Regions from separate parts of the Mus musculus genome. Here all the other regions are linked to region 3. A link is a contact called in public HiChIP or PLAC-seq and promoter capture Hi-C data. All regions are on one chromosome and are shown on one strand. Each heading gives the region's core, a stretch centred on a gene start, on an enhancer-like site or on the middle of the called end of the contact. The rest is flanking DNA. Distances are from core to core; before and after follow the strand shown.

The links. HiChIP or PLAC-seq counts read pairs in DNA pulled down with a chosen protein or histone mark. Capture Hi-C pulls out chosen DNA fragments and counts their contacts.
Region 1: a contact with region 3 is called in an H3K4me3 HiChIP or PLAC-seq map of the 230-238 cell line, with 14 read pairs. The contact joins the enhancer-like site here to the promoter of Slc23a2 in region 3. A contact is called at or near these places in 2 of 484 Hi-C or Micro-C datasets (common lymphoid progenitors and rod photoreceptor), 3 of 115 datasets of contacts at active chromatin or transcription factors (the 230-238 cell line and embryonic stem cells) and 3 of 9 other capture datasets (adipose tissue, liver and pancreatic islet).
Region 2: a contact with region 3 is called in a promoter capture Hi-C map of liver. The contact joins the promoter of Rassf2 here to the promoter of Slc23a2 in region 3. A contact is called at or near these places in 8 of 39 promoter capture datasets (the C10 cell line, the HPC-7 cell line, cranial neural crest and 3 more), 3 of 484 Hi-C or Micro-C datasets (all in embryonic stem cells), 16 of 115 datasets of contacts at active chromatin or transcription factors (the SCID.adh cell line, a beta-TC-6 cell line, effector CD8 T cells and 8 more) and 2 of 9 other capture datasets (adipose tissue and liver).

What each region holds. Positions count from the first base shown.
Region 1 is chr2:132,063,353-132,066,358 of GRCm38.p6, forward strand. Slc23a2 (solute carrier family 23 (nucleobase transporters), member 2) reads right to left here. Exons shown (of 16, transcript NM_018824.2): 12 at 2,012-2,117. Among named protein-coding and RNA genes, the nearest start is that of Gm31179, 34 kb to the left of the region's middle. Within about 2 kb of position 1,324, at least 56 of the 459 cell types and tissues checked have an H3K27ac peak or open chromatin away from gene starts, as enhancers often do. A contact at or near this core is called in the 230-238 cell line, pancreatic islet and rod photoreceptor, where this site is marked.
Region 2 is chr2:132,028,640-132,031,845 of GRCm38.p6, forward strand. It overlaps Rassf2 (Ras association (RalGDS/AF-6) domain family member 2), which reads right to left and starts at 1,349. Exons shown (of 11, transcript NM_175445.4): 1 at 1,112-1,349. It overlaps Gm31179 (a long non-coding RNA gene), which reads left to right and starts at 1,812. Exons shown (of 3, transcript XR_374996.3): 1 at 1,812-2,412.
Region 3 is chr2:132,143,383-132,146,431 of GRCm38.p6, forward strand. Slc23a2 (solute carrier family 23 (nucleobase transporters), member 2) reads right to left here and starts at 1,726. Exons shown (of 16, transcript NM_018824.2): 1 at 1,630-1,726. Gm14051 (a long non-coding RNA gene) reads left to right here and starts at 197. Exons shown (of 3, transcript XR_866753.3): 1 at 197-1,203.

The DNA of each region.
Region 1 (3,006 bases), core at 74-2,573, 80 kb before region 3:
ACAGACTAGCCTCCTTTCAAACCATGTCTGGTTCACTGGCTCAGCCCTGTCTGTCCAGAAGATTGCTACAGTGGACATGTTTTCTGAATGTGCTGTTGTCTACTAGTATATGACTGAGCCAGTCATTGTGACTGGGTAAGGGAAACTGTAACACTAACTTATTTAAGTGAACACCGCTACATGAAGCTACTGGCCATCATATTAGACAGTGTGGATCTAGACCTGGAACTGTAGGCCGTAGAAGCTGTGCCTTACTCATAAAGGTTGTTTGTCCCATGCCATTTAGCAGGATGAGAGGTCTAATATAGTGCAGAGCTCATACCCGCTTACCCCAAGCAGGGAGCCTTCCTAGCTAGCCACAGGGCTAGGGTCACATAGATATTTCTGCTCCAAGCCCCACCTCCCTGCTCTAAGGCAGATGTAGACTAGGGACTTGACTGTGAGTGTCTTGAATGGATACAGCTTCTGCCTGGAGAAATAAGGGATTCGAGCAATATAAATGATGGGGCTGAAGAGCTAGCTCAGTGGTTAAGAGCTCATCCTGTTCTTCCAGCACCCATGCTTGATGACTCACAGCTGCCTAGGGCTCTGCACCCAGGGGCGCTGGGGCTGCCTTCTGGCCTCCTGGGAATTGCACTGCATGACAAAGTCAGTGCTGTTGGGTGCCACTTCAGTAAGGCTGTACCATTCAAGGATCAGTCACCCCCTGAGCCACCACGGTCATGTTGTCAAGGGTATTTGTTTCCTTTCAGTGACCTTAGCTGTTCTGTGGCCTCTATAAGGATACAGAAGGATGGTGCTTGTTAAACAAAAGGCCCTCTCAGCAATTTTACAACCTGCCTATTTATAACTACTTATCTGCCCATAGGCTTATGGGAGAAGAGAGGCTCAGGGGTGGCTGGTTAATCCACACGGTGCCCATTCGACCGTACCTTCAGCTCCCCAGGCTCCACATCTGCTGCCTTTCGTAGGCAGCACTTGGGACTCCAGCAATGGCACTGAAGGAAGTACCTATAAAGTCTCCCTCCCTCCGAGCCATGTGCTGGGAGCAATGGGCAGCAGATGGTGCCATCGGTACACGTGAAGTTGAGCTTACGTCAGCCCTGCCTCTTATGGGAAGATCAACAAACAAGTCAGGTGTGCTTCCTGCATCTGGATGCTGCTCCCTCTCACCCGGATTTGTAATCAAGATGAACCAAACAGTACTGGGTTTCTTTTTATCTGGTTATAGAATCCTGCAGGGAGCTAGAGGTCAAACAGGTCTGGAAGGCTTCCGGATTGGCTGCCCCGGTAAGGAGACTTATGACTCATGCAACCCATAAAGAAAGGGGAGCCAATCTTAACAGTCTTTAGTTACACAACATCCAATGGCTGCTGGGCCAACCAGTACTCCACAACATCCTGGCAAGCAGCACTATTTGGCTGGACATGAAGTTTAATTGTGCATAATAAAGCTGACAGGTATAGAAGTAAGGCTTGGGGGCGGGGCAGCTGTAGGTTTAATGTCAGTAACTAGGGTCTGGTAGAGGGCTTGTAGGGTCAGATGAGTTTAGGAGTCAGGCCCAGGATCTGCTTCACTGTGACTCCACAGATTTCGTTGAAAAGGGATTCTGTCCCAGAAGTCAGAGACGTTATTTAATGTGACAGATGGTTTTCTGTAGTAACAGGCATCTCTCATCCAACATGCTCTGTTGAATTCTGGGGTCTTCCCTCATTCAGATGTAAACTCCAACTTTCTTTTTCATCATGCACCACCCACCCAAGCGCCTAAAACAGAGGCCTGACGCAGGCACAAGTTTAATCAATGTCTGAGACTGCAGGACACCACAGCTATACCCAGATGCCTGCTACTCCGATGGCCCAGAGAGGAGAGGTCTCCTAGCTGACACTCCAAACTCATCCAAGGGGAAAAGGAGATGGGGAAGGAAGATAATCACAAGGGAAGGGTCAGGTCAGACCTGTCATTGAAATAGACAGATGCTCAGCCATTTAATTAGGAAAACATTTATACCTTTGTAATTCCCAAAACTCCAATATTGGGACTGGAGGAGGTAGAGCCATTCCCGGTACCAAATATGCCATCAAGAACACAGGAAAGACCCTCCACGAAAATACCCCTAAAAGTATAAAAAAAAAGGGGGGGGAGAAAGAGAAACCGTCATTCCTGGGGAAACACTGCAACCAGCTCTTAATGTTTGAAACGTACAAGAATTATGCCCCCTTGGGAGGGGCGGGGTGCTAACCAGTGGCAGTTGCAGGATCTCAGGTCCCTTCCCTGATGGGCTGAGGACAACTCCCCATATGCCCAGCAACTCTAAGAAGGCTAGCTCCACACTGCCCATTAGACACAAATACTTTAAAATAATTTCAAATGAAACCAAAGAACTACTGAATCTAAAAGAAGCATCGGCTGTGCTTTGAAGTAAGACACATCAGTTTGATTCTTTGCTATTAAGATAGTTTCATTAGGAAAAACTGCTTTGTAACTACTGAAAAAAATTTTTTGTTTTGAAACTTTTAAATGAGCAGTCTCCTCACATGTAGCAGTTTTATTTGAGAGAACTGTGAAAAGCCTTACAGAGCCCCTGCCCACACTGGGTACAAGTCATGCTGACTTGTGTTGGAGGGGCAACGACAGGGAGGGGTGCCTTGTGCTCCTTTCTCTGTACCTTCCTTACGGTCAGTTCCCCAATCACTTACAGAAGCTAAAAAAGTGCAAACCCCACAGCTCATCAGACTCTTGATCTTCAGAGTTTTCACCTCTCCCTGTTGTCTGTTTCTGTGAATCATGACTGTGAACAGATCATCCTGAAGGGCAACTGAAATATATCCACTGACACACCTACAGCAGTTACTGTCTGATGCAAGACAAACGCCCTGCCATCGGCCTGACTCTGGCGGCCAGGACTGAATGGGAGAAAAACACAATTTCCTCAACTCAGAAAAAAACTCTGTAGACTCCATATAACCAGGAAGATGTTGTTCTACTACAAACAACCTAAAATT
Region 2 (3,206 bases), core at 99-2,598, 120 kb before region 3:
TGTAGGAAAAGCTTCCACTTAATAAACGTGGATTGAAAGTATGGCAAATCAACCTCAGGTTCCTCATTTACGTGCTCTTCAAAGATATCCCCTGGCTGAATCTGCCGGCTATCTTTTGAGAACCGTGACCCTAATTTTTTTCTTCCCACTGTCCCAGGGCCATTTACCGCAGGGACAGAGCCGGCTCTGACAAATTGTCATTTGTCCACCGCTTCCTCTTACAGGAATCCTCCACTTGCTTACCGTAACCCCTGGCCTCTGCTCTCAGGAAGAATCGTTTCTAATGCCCTGGTTTTCCAGACTCTTGGGACTAAAGCGCGCGCAGCATTGAGAAGCCTCGTGCTGAGCTTGCCACTGAAGCACAGTGGCTATCTGTCCAGTGGCTGTTCCAAATCTGCCCCTGTCGGGACTCCACCATTCTGCTGCCTCCCAGGGCGCACTCGGAGATAAAGCTGGGTGCAGAGTAAGCGCTCTAATACACGAGTGGCCAGGCCGTCTTTTGAAAGCACCTGCCTAGCTCGGTCTCCAGCGACCTCAGGCACAAGCTCCGGAAGGGACAAGAAACCCGGGAGGGGGAAGTGCGCCGAGCACCGCGCGCTCTTAAACTCTGAAACCCAAAGGGAACTGGGTTCGCCGCGGGTTGGAGATGTGGTCCCCGCCCGGGGAGCCAGAGTGCGCACAACAGTCCGACCCTCCCCTAAGCTCTACAGGCCTGCACCTGCTATCTCGCTTCACCTCTCCAGGGAGTTCGGGGACACCCTGCTCTGGGGATGGGGGCAATTTCCTGCCACTGCACTTAGTGTCGACCTCAGAAAAGATCTTAAGGGGTCAGAGCCGCAGCATGAGCTCCAGGCCACAACTTTCTACCCGGGGAAAAGGAGTGGGCTGGGGCGCCCGCCTGCGCTGCTTCTGGGGCAGCCCGCATATCTAAGCCCACCTTGTGGCTTGGGTGGCAAAAGGGGACAGGGAAGAGTCAGGGACCGGACCAGGCTGGCCACGGGCCACTGAGGGAAAACTTTGAGCTGGGTAGAGGGAAAGAGGACCACCAGCACCTTGCGCCCGCATCCTGTGCCAGTACCCGGCTCTTCGAGCCCCGCGCCCTGTGTCTTGCCTGTCTCCCGGACCATCTGCATCCGCTCTCGCCGCAGGGGTTGGAAAGTGGGGGCGCCGCTGCGGGGGTGGGGGTGCTCCAGCGTGCTTGGCCAGTGATCCGCGGGACCCGCTCGCTTGGGCCGGCCTGGGCGGCGACAGTGCGGTTGAGGGCGGGCGCCCCGCCCACCTGGCCCCTCCGCCCCGCCTCCCCGAGCTCTGCCTTTATCTGCCGATCCTTGACCAACCCACCCGCCACCCTGCAGTTCTCTCCCCACCCCTCTTCTCTTGCCTTTCTTTCCCTTCTCCCCCTCCCTCCCCTCTAGGGGGCGGAGCTTCTCCCCTCCCTTCAAGACAGACAATGCTGTGGCTTCGCGTCGCCTCCTCCCTTCATCTCTACCCCCCCCCTCCCCGCGTACCCCCACCCCACCTCGCGCGGGCTGCCAGCGTTTCTTCTCAGCAGGCCAGAGTGCATGAGGAGGAGGAGGCGGAGAGCGTGGGTGGAGGGAATAAGGTGCTGCCTCTCACCCCATCGCGCCTGCCCTCTCCAAGCCACGCCGAGATTTAGCCCAAGCTCTTCAGTTCGCCTGGCTCTGTGACAGTCACTCCCAGGGAGCAGCCCGCCTAGAGAATGCAGATTTCCTAGCAGAGGATGTGCAGTTGGTGGAGTTGGGTGGTGGTTCTTTCTAACACCCGGGTTTGTTCCCAAAAGGGTTTGAGTTGCCAAAGGGCTAAGTGGGCCCCTTCGACTCGGCAGGCCGGCAGACGTGACGGCAATGTGAAGGAAGTCAAGTTTCTTTGTCCATTCCTCACCTCCTCCTCCTCTCCATCCTTAGACCTCCGAGGAACTCTAGTGTATAGGAGGGAGCACCCAGCTACGGATTCTATACCCTCTAACCATAATTCTTCGTTTACATATGCCCGACCTTGCAGTTGGTCCCCAAACCAAAGGGGAAGGGAATCTAACGGTTAAAGAAAGGGCAGCCAAGCCTCCAAAGTGCATCCCATCTGCCTGGAAGCCAGATATTCTCTTTTAAACTCATTGTTTGGATCTTGGAATGTGTCTCCCATAGAAACAATGTTATAAACGGCTATCCGTTCCCAGACCAGCCAGCCTCAAATGTGCGGAGGCCAAAGCGCAGCTGCGGGGTGGTGCTGGAAATGTCCCACAACACTGAACAAGAAGGCTACTGATCGGCTTTTTCTACTGTGAAAGGGGAGGGGGGTGTTAGGGAGATAAATGCATCTAGTTCTTTCCCCTTGAGCTATAAACACAAACCGGGTCCATTAATTTCTTTCACTGGAGCCATTACTGTGTTTCAGGTAAGCTGCTTTCCTTCGCAGCCTTTCTCAAGCTAGATTTGCAGGGTGAGCTGAGGAACTCTCCAGGAAACCTTCTCCAAGGGAATCTTTCTTCTCTTCTAACCTGGCCTTCCGTGACCTCAGAAACAGGACAAAGGGCAGCCATGACTCCTAACAGCAGGGCTCTGGTTTTGCTATTGAAGAAGTCTGTGAGATGCTGCTAGAATTCTTCAGTTCTAGCCCAGCCTCTCAGGAGAGCCGCTCCCTGGCTCCCCTGGCTCGCGTTGAGTCAAATGGTCATCTTATAACCAATCATCTGGCTTCCTGCCAATGAGGGTACACTCCTAATGCCCGAAATACTGGTCCTTGACCCTGTTAAATCCAAACCGGGCAAGGCCTGATGACGTGCACACATAATTGCTCAGGAGGCTGAGACAAGAAGAGTGTGAATTTGAGACTATTCCGTGCACATAGTGAGACCTTTAAAAAGCACCTCCGTGAATACAGTGAGTGGTAATCTGAGTCACTGGAAAACACCGTTCTAATGGTCTGTTTCCTCATATCGAGGCTGTGGGAGAGGAGAGTGGTCCTTCATCTTTTCAGAGAAGACAAAGATGATGCATCTGGGCTGGAGATGCTGTTTCTCAATAGGAAACACACATTGAATTTTCTTTTTTTCTTTTCTTTTCTTTTTTCTTTTCTTTTCTTTTTTTTTTTTTCTTTCGAATACTGTATAGTCCTAGCTGTCCTAGAACTCACTCTGTAGACCAGGCTGGCCTTGAACTCAGAAATCTGCCTGCCTCTGCCTCTCAAGT
Region 3 (3,049 bases), core at 476-2,975:
AAAAAATGCCACTCAAACACCCACTTTCTTTCCTCCCTTTTTTTTTTTTTTTTTTTAAGGTGGTGGTGGTCAAGACAAGGCTTCTCTGTGTAGCCCTGGCTGCCCCGAAACTCACTCTGTAGAGCAGGCTGGCCTTGAACTCAGAAATCCTGCCTGTGACTCCTGAGTGCTGGGATTAAGGATTCGTGCCACCACCGCCGGGCAAACACCTACTTTCTTACAGAAATTACTTCCCACAAGAATAAAACAGTGGTGGGAGTCGGGGTGATGGAAATACTCTGGTATAAAAAGAAAGAATCAGTTAACAGTTGAGCAAAAGACATTGTCTAGAGAACAGATACCTCATGCCTCGCTGATGTCTGCCTGAGGATGCTCAGGGCCTCCTTTTAACTAACTACCAGGTGTGTCATGAGTGCTAACACGGTGGACAGCCTCAACTGCCCAAAGCTATTAACTTTTGGATGAGCTAAGCATAGAGAGTAGTTCTAAAGTGACCCTGATAAGGTCAACTATAACCCAGCAGAGAATCCTGAACTTCTAAGAGGTGAAGAAGGCCTCTCACAAACTTCACCAGAGTCAAACACCTTAAAGGAGCAGGCCAGCAAAGTCACACAAGATGAAAGGGCAGATGAGAGAAACGGAGCAGGTGAGGCCTCAGCCCAATAGCACTCAAACAAAAAACAGAAAAATTTCAGCCACCTAGCCTAGCCTTCAGAAAGGAGAAAACTGCCTAAGGGAAGTCACATGGCCAGTTAATGACAGCTCAAACCAGGCTGTCTCAGGACTCAGATACCAGATCCTCACATCCCTGGCCGCCTTAGTTCAGAGGACCCAAGCGTCAGAAGGGATAGCATCTTCGCCATCATCCGGTCTCCCAGCACCGCAAAAAGCAGACTAACAGCTACTACAAATGCCCCAACCCCAAGTAGCCTTCAAAAAGCTAACTTTCTTCCCTGTGCACTTGCCCTCACCCCTTGCGCTGAAAATCAGGAGTTTCCCATCAGACCCGCTTAAAGCCCCTCATCCGGAATGAAGGCCGAGTTCCCATAGGCTACACATCTAATGGGACATCTCCGGCCAAACGATGAAGACAATTCTTCACCTTCAAGTTATCACACTCCAATGTCAATTTCTCGGTCAAGAGCGCAGGCAACAAGGCGACCCCGGACCCCTGCGGGGCAGGCCAGCGTGAAAGGTCGCAAGGTTGGTGCAGCGGCATCTAAAATTACTCCGTGTCGCCTTCCGCAAAGAGGGAAGGAAGCCAGACTGGAAACAGCACCGCCATCCCCCGCCCCTCGGGCTGACCCTGAATCCCCGGGCGCGGGGATGCGGGGCGCACCACCTGGGGAGGGGCGCGCAGCAAGCCACGCAGCACGGCGAGCCCACGGTGGCTGTCCCGGGGGCACCCGGCGGGGCGGCAGTGAGCGCCGGGGACGCACGGCCTGACACTGCAGCCGGGGCCGCCGGGCCGCGCGAGCCGGCGTGGGGGCGCAGGCCGCGCCGCGGGTGGGTGACAGCGCGCGGGGGCCGCGCGGGCCGGCCTCGTGGGCTCGGCGAGCAACCGGGGCTGCCGGCAGGTGCTGCCGCGGACCCGGCGTGGGGCGTGGGGCGCGGCGGCCCGGCTCTCACCTGCCTGCAGCTCGCTGGGCTCGCGTCCCGCCGATCGCACCGCTCGCGCCGCAGTGCCTGCCGCCGCCTTGGGTCCCCGCGGCAGCCGCCTGCAAAATGGCGCCGCGGAGGGGCGGGCCGGGGGCGGGAGCCGCGCAGCCGCCCGCCCCGCGCGCCGGCCCCTCCCCGCCCGACCCCCGGCTCCGCCCGCGCGCCCCGGGGCGCCGAGCCGCAGACCCTTCCCCACACACCTGCTCCGGGGGGGCCGCCTAGGATGCTCGACGCTCGCAGGCTCTCCCCTTCAGAGCCTCCTTTCTACCCTGCAGGACCCCAAGCCCTGCAGTAGCTGTGGGGTGACAGCGAGAGGGGTGCAGTGTACCCGGCTCAGTGGGTAACCCGCTTTAAAGCAATTTCGCGGCGTATCCAATTGGGCCGTCAGGCTTCCGAACTCGCTGGGGAAAGAGAGCCTCCTTGCTTATGCTGACGCGGGAGAAGACACACCAGGCTTGATTTCTCTGGGGCGTGTGTTCTGATAGAGCGGGTTTGGGGGCAACCTGCTATTCTGTATTTCTCAAGTGTACCCCCCAAGGAATGCCTGCTGGATGGGCACTTAGGCTGTGAGTCAAAAGGCCGCGTGTCAATAAACACATAGCACTTAGGCCGGGCAGTCTTGCCCAGGGGGGCATCATTAAAACTGGGTACCACCCCCAGCGGTGCTGAAACTGAAGTGTGGCTTCGAAATTTGCATTTCCAGGAAGTTTCTAGGTGATGCTGCAGGCGGTGGTCTAAGATACTAACTTGTAACTAAACCACGTTCTTACCTCCACCAAAACAAACAAAACCCTAATAATTAGCTCTCTCTTCTGTCTTCCATCTTGAAACCACTGTCTTGGTTGTTTTTCTAACCCAGTAATTCCTTTCATCCCCAAGCAACTCCGGAGAGCCATAAAGAATGGTCGACCACAGCTGACCTCATCTTTAAAAACAAAAAGCAGATTTTATTCCTGAATTGTTTATGTTTGGCAGTCTTGAGGACTGGTAGCACACTGATCAATAGAGGCATGCCGTAACCAGCAAAGACGGGCATTTTATAAAGTAGGCTAGTGCGGACGAGCTGAGAGAATCAATATATAATTCTCTAAGTCTCACACTAAAATAAAACCAGTGAGGCTTAGTGGTGCACACCTGTAATCCCGGCATTTTGCAGGCAGAGGCAGGAAGACGATGAATTTGAAGTCAGCCTGGGCTACTTAGACTCCTGTCTCAAAAAAAAAAAAAAAAAAAAAAAAAACCCTAAAAAACAGTAAGTTGAATTGTAAAATCCAGCATACCCTGGAAGACCATAGGTTAGTATTTCATCTTCACTGAAGATGAAGAAAAGAGATGATTCTGTAACCAGCACCAGAGAAGCACACAACTCTTTCTATGCCAGAGTTTCCAG